2 separate regions of the Anser cygnoides genome follow, and region 2 is linked to region 1. A link is a contact called in public Hi-C data. All regions are on one chromosome and are shown on one strand. Each heading gives the region's core, a stretch centred on a gene start, on an enhancer-like site or on the middle of the called end of the contact. The rest is flanking DNA. Distances are from core to core; before and after follow the strand shown. Region 1 holds the start of PLCXD1 (phosphatidylinositol specific phospholipase C X domain containing 1). Region 2 overlaps JADE3 (jade family PHD finger 3).

The links. A called contact is a pair of places that touch in the nucleus more often than the background predicts.
Region 2: a Hi-C map of liver shows a contact between it and region 1, with 2.8 times the contacts expected there. The contact joins the enhancer-like site here to the promoter of PLCXD1 in region 1. A contact is called at or near these places in 2 of 7 Hi-C or Micro-C datasets (both in liver).

What each region holds. Positions count from the first base shown.
Region 1 is chr1:139,544,565-139,547,790 of Taihu_goose_T2T_genome, forward strand. It overlaps PLCXD1 (phosphatidylinositol specific phospholipase C X domain containing 1), which reads right to left and starts at 1,433. Exons shown (of 7, transcript XM_048051174.2): 1 at 636-1,433. The coding sequence starts at 715.
Region 2 is chr1:139,593,121-139,596,264 of Taihu_goose_T2T_genome, forward strand. JADE3 (jade family PHD finger 3) reads right to left here. Exons shown (of 11, transcript XM_066983254.1): 11 at 547-3,144. The coding sequence ends at 3,065. Among named protein-coding and RNA genes, the nearest start is that of PLCXD1, 49 kb to the left of the region's middle. Within about 2 kb of position 1,446, at least 1 of the 3 cell types and tissues checked has open chromatin away from gene starts, as enhancers often do. A contact at or near this core is called in liver, where this site is marked.

The DNA of each region.
Region 1 (3,226 bases), core at 183-2,682:
CCCGGGCAGCCTCAGCGCAGAATAATGACATTTTAAACAAAACGAGCCCTCAGGAACGGAAACCGCCCGGGGTGCCAGCGACCACCGCCCTGACAAAACCCCAACCTCAGCGGCAGCCCGCCCAGAAGGGAACTGCCGCCACGGCAAGTCCGGGAGACAACGCGAACCCCGCCAACCGCGCCAGCGCGGAGCGAGCTTCCGAGCAGAAGGGCGAGGGGAATGAAAATTAATAATAACGTAAAAACCCCGAAAAGCGGAACGCTCCCCGAGCAGCGCTCCCCGCGGCGTGTCAGCGCTGCCCCTGCCGGCAGCCGTGCCCCCGGCCCGCAGCAGGGCGGGCGGCTCCCCCCGCGCCCCCTCACCTCCTCACAGCGGCGGCACCGCCGCCATCCCGCTCCCCCGGGCCTGCCCGGGCTCCCCGGCACGGCCGCGGGCGCAGCCGGGGCCGGGCGGGGCCGAGGCCGGGGCCGGGGCCGGGGCTGGGGCCGGGGCAGGCCCCGGGCAGGTGGCTGAGGGGCGGGAGGAGCCCGCGGCCGGCTGGGGGTGGAAGGGAGCAGCGGGGGGGGAGTGGCGGGCCTCCGGCCGCGTTAAAACCCCAAAAAAAATAAAAACTCTTATAAATATACCAGTGGTACCTTAGGTGTCTGCTGCTTCGCCCCTTTCTCACAGAGTTTCCGTCCTTCAGTTTCTTTTCCTCATCTTGCCAGGCTCGCATCCGTGTGGAAATTTGGAAATTCACCCGTATTTATGACGGCTCCCTGCAGAAATCCAGGCAAGGTCCTCGACGAGCTTTCCTGTGGAAGCAGGCAGGCGGTAAAGCAGGGAGGGAGTGCCCTACAGAGGCAAACACGCAAACCCCCGGTGCGGTTTCGGAAGCAGGGTGCCCACAGGGCTTCTCTTCCCCCCGCAGGGCAGCATTCCTAGTGGGTCATCTGCAGTGGGACTCCGCGATCACACCGCGGCCAGGACGAGGGGAAAACTCAGGCTGCTACCACGTCGTGCCTCTTCACGCAAGGGCGTATCTTCCAGATACCCCTTCTTCACTATCTCAGTTTTGCAGAGCAAAAAGGAAGAACCGTGTTCTTGCACAGAGCGAAACTTGGAGGAGTGGCAGCGGGCAGAGCTGGTTAACATCCAGCTGCCGAGCCTCTTCCCTTGGCAGTCCCAGGACAGCAGGGCTGCTGAGCCTCCATGGTTGTGCCACGTTTCAGACTGCTGTTTATAGATCAACACTCCTCTAAATTATCCCAAAATTTTCAGGAGATATAAGATAGACATGGAGCAGGTTGTAAAGGTAGGAACCAAAAGGACAAAATGCCCGGAGGGGTGAAGTTGAGCAAAAGAGAAGGTAATAAAGAGGAGATGCTGTTTATAGGCTGGGGGGGGTTCCATAGGCATGACAGAAAGTGGCTGAGAACAGTTTCAGGAGAACCATCGTGTGTGAAGTTGTCAGGGCTAATTGGGAAATATGGCTGTAGAGAGGAAGAATTACAAGTTGTTTTTGTGTTAATTTGAGACGAACAACAGGAAGATCAAAAAACAAACCAAACCAAACCAAACCAAAAAAAAAAAAAAACCATGGAACTGAAATACCAAAATATTTTATCCTGGAGGCATTATAACAGGACTTCAGGTCCTGGGACCTCAGGTCCTGGGACCTCAGGACCCAGGTTTGGGTCTCAGTTCTTCTTCAGCTGCTCTGGAATTACTGGAGATAGCAAGACAGTTGCTCCTGGTTTAGTCCCTAGGTCACAATCTCTCTAGGGGGGATTTAGGAAGCCAGTAAAAGGAGGAATGACGGGAAATTAATCAGCAAGCGATTAAGCCCTGAATAAGCATGTCTCCCAAGGAAGGGTCAAGGAAAGGATAACCTATAGCAATATTTGCAAAAGTAATGATAGCAGATCTCAAGATCGGGGGGGGAGGTGGGGGAGCCCAAGATTTCTCACCATGCCTGCAAAATAAATGTCTACATTAAAAAGATGGATAGTGGAGTTCAAAGATATTGGACACAGAAGAACTTCTTACCCAGAAGGAGCTTTTGAAGCATTTGGTAATAAAAAGGTTTAAAGCTGGTTACATTTATGAGAATCAAAACACATAGATACAGAAGCTTCAGCATTGCATCTTGATGGAAACACAGGCCTGATTTATAGCTGTGGATCAGAGTGAAATATTTCTGGTTTATTAGTCAGAGCGACACCAGTCAGAGAGGCTTAAACTGGACTTCATACATTTAAACAGGCCTGGCTGCCCAAAATAAGATAAACTGCACTCAGTCTGAGAGAAATCAATCATCTTCTCGGAGGACTTCAAGCCTTCGGAGGTTTATTGAATGCTGGCAATATCTGGGATGTTGCGAGAGATTTTTTTCTTCCCTCACCATTTTTTTTTCCAGACATTGCACACCACCACTTCTTTACTCCATAACATGCAGAAATGCCACGCAGCTGGTAAACAACCTTAGCTGAATTCCCTGGATTTGAGGTGTTTGCTTGTTCTGGGGACATTTGCAACACCCTGGCAATGTGTGTTTGTTCCTGCCCTGACTGACTGATAAGTCCCCTCAACCCTCACCTAATTTCTGTCTTTGGGAACAAACAGGCAGCCTAACATTTCAGAGAGAAGGCTGCATATCTGACGGCTGCAGCTGTGATGACGCCTGAGAGCAGGGCAAACAGTGAGGAGACAGCCTGCAACACCAGGGAGATCACCCTGCGCAATAAGAAGGGCCTGGGAAGGTGGTCGGCACTACAGCCACCCTGCAGGTCTGTGCCCTAGAGAAAAAATATGTCCCAGATGTGCCTGGAGTTGGTTTCTGGTTCCCTGCGTTTGCTTCTGGGGCTGCTGTGCTGACTCCTGATCCCCATGTCTGTCAATGAGGTGCCTTTGGTGACCTAGTACCAGGCAGCAGGAATCACCTGGCACAAGGGTTTTGGTGGGATTTACGTAGCCCGAATGCATCCCAACGTATCCGTGCCATCACGGAGGGACAGCCCTGACTTTATCTGCAGCAGGCAAATTCAGAGTAAAAATGCCACTCTGATAGCTCAACACTGAGCACAATACTGCTGTCCTGATGTGATGGATACTTGGGAACCAGGGCTGCACGATGTGCTTTTTCTCATCGGTTTTGCAAGATAAGGGAAATGTTTTGGTGTATTATAGAATAACAGAGAGGAGAAAGATAATTAGAGTTCAATTTTATTAACAAAAATTTTAACAG
Region 2 (3,144 bases), core at 196-2,695, 49 kb after region 1:
AGCACGGTATATCACAGCACCGGCCTGTGGGAGCAAGGGGAACTACAGCAACAGGTCGTGAAAAAACACCACCAACCATCAAACCCAGGAACGTGCTTGTCCTGAACCCTCCTTTACTCGGCAGTGTCAATGTCGGCCGTGCACACGTGCTGGTGTATGAGAAGCAGGGTGAGGCGGAAGGCCAGGCTGCAGCTCCCCCTCTACAGCTTGGTTTGTACAACCAGGGACAGACTGTCGTGCTACAACACGAGCAAATATATTAGAAAGTGAGAGCAGCGCAGCAAATGGTCTGTTACATTTGCTGGGCTAGGCAGAAACAAAAGCCAGGCTCGGACCATTTGCTAAACACAGCAAATCGGTGCTCACTGACTCTTCTTCGGGGAGGCTGAAGGGGAAAGGTTTTCCTTGACATTTCAACTTAAAGTATTGCCAGCTCTGCAGAAATAATTCACTCCTGATGGACACAGCACTGCTGTTAGACCCATTAGTTTAACAGCCTCCCAGACACGGAGGGTAAAGCCCTGAATAAATCACAACAAATGAAAATACTGTTAGCAGTTTCATAATTTAATGAAAAAGTACTTGTAAAAAGGGGACATCTGAAAAAGACCGAGTCCATCTTGGAAAATTGAATATATATATATTTATATATATAAAACAAAATGCAAAAACACAAAAAAAAATGACAAATAAGGTTAAGAGGTAATACTTCAAACAGTTAGCCACCGAACACACAATAAAAACTAGCAAATGCACTTTGGGGACAATACTTGAGAACTACGTAACCAAGGGCTCCTTCATATATCTATTAAAATCATGTAAAAATTAGCAAAACCATTGCCCAGGCGGGAAACAACTGAATTAATAACCCCAGAAGAGCAGAAATGCTGAGTTTTGCTGAAGCACCATTTTCCTCCCCTCCGCCATATGCTTCTGGCCACAAAATGGCATGAACGCTTTGCCAGCCTCCCACGTAAGTGTTCCCAACGCAAGCTTCATAAAATTTTGTGACCAGTAAGAGGATTACTAATAAATATCGAAGGAAAACTAAGAGAGTCAGAACTGGAATACAAATGAACAAACATTTGTTTACTTATTCTGAGTGACCCATGGCTTAGAACACAAAGCATTTCCCATTAAAATAAAATATGTGGAAACCTAAAATGCTACTGCATATTTACACCAAAAGAAATAATTTTGAAGATACAGCTCTAGAAAGACAAATTACACAAATATACATAAAATCAAGAAGTGGGGAGAAAAAAAAAAAAGAAACTGCATGAAGCAAATAGAGCAGGATTGCTAAGGATGCCGTTTCGTGTTTTTATTTCATTAAAGCCCTCCAGCCCCTGACTTGCTAGTCCTATTGCAACGAGGGAGATTTCAAAGCTTAAACCAAATCTAAAAGCGTTGTTATTTCCCAAACTAAAAGCAGTAAATTAAGATAATGGAGAAGAAAAACATGCTGTTTGGCTTCTGCATAGTCATCGTCACACTGGGTGCTGACCTTTCATTTGTAGGGAAAATGAGCCCCCATCTGAACAGAGGCGTGCGGGATGCCCTACGCAGCCCATGTCCCAGCTCAGCCGGTGACTGGGGACAGAGGATGCTGCGGATTTATGGAACGTACGGCATTTCAGAGAGGAAAAGTGCAGTTACTCTGTTGATCAACACAACACGGTCTAGAACACAAGAAATTTGTCCGCATTCAAGCAGAAATCCCAGACGAAATAAACAAACCGAAAAGGGTTTCCCCTCCCTTCTCGCTTCCTCAACAGAGGTTGAAGTTTAAACGCTGGTTAACAACTGATTTTAAAGCACGTTAAAAAAAAAGTTTTAGTTTGGGAAACAGCAACTGATCCAGAGGTTGAAAAGCAGCTTAACGTAACCATAAATTTTCAGCAATAAAAAAAACATACTCCAAATGATGACTGGCTAAAATTTCACAGGCCTAGATGCCAGAAGTGAGGCTCCTAAGCCCACATTGAGGCAGCTAGGGTTGAAAATTCGTGCCTAAATAAAAAATTCAGGCAAAATTATTTCTAATTCATCTAATTTTAAAAACACCAGGTACAAACACCTCCGGATGTGAAATTTCAGTTTCAAGAGGAACCTGGCATCACCGGTGATTGCCTAAATGTAAGTGTCAAATAGCATTTTTCTTTGAAGTAGTACATCTACTTTTGTAAACACTATCCACAAAATTAGCCATCTGTACTTGTTAGCTGGGTAAAATATTTACAAGTGCATCCCACAACAAGCAACTATGTACAGAGATTAAAAAAAATGAAGTACTAGAAGTTGTATATTTACAAAATAAGCAAATAATTGCGAAGAGAAACACGACCTTCAGCAAGAGCAGGGACCGGGGGCACGTCTAGAGGTCAGTGAGTTTGGCAGCGCCAGCGACGCCGGCTTCCACCCTCCGCGAGGAGCCCGCAAACGCCACCGCCGTTCGAGGCCCCGCGCGGAAGGGGCCGTCGCCTAGTAGTCGCTTTGGGCCTGATCCAGCAGAGCGCTTGGGCACGGGCTGGGCCACCCGAGGGAAAGCAGCAGGGTTTTTCATGCGCTCAGCTTTCTCGCGCGTCCCCAAGTGCCTTGCTGGATCAACGCCACGCGGCAGGTGCTGTAAGGACGCGGTTTTAGCGTCTCCGTCTGCAGCCCCCTGCAGCGCGCTCGAGCAATGCAAGGACTCCTCTATTACCTGTCCAGCGCCACACGGCTGACATAGCGTGAGCACCTTGCCTCGCACGCACGCTGGCAAGGAGGAAGCAGTTTCCTGAATTTACGCCAGGCCCAACCGCCTCACGCTTCCCCAGATGTTAACCTCTAATAAACCCCGTCCATTTCTACGCGACTCTGCAGTAACTCGGTTAGCCTCGCGAAGGCTGCAAGCCAATTCACAGTTGAACAAAACGACTCCCATTGCTCCGTCCTCCCCCATCCCCTCCTGCAGTTCTTCCTGTCGTAGGTCCTGTACTGGTTTCTGGAACCTGTTGATGCTGAGCTTTGCACTGGTACACCGGAATACATAAAGGCTGAGTTACCCCGCGGGGGCTTCTAATCACCTTTGTACCGAACCGTGAGAAATCATATTCTTTTTGTTTCTACTGTGACAATCTCTTCCGAAGTCCTTACTTGGGC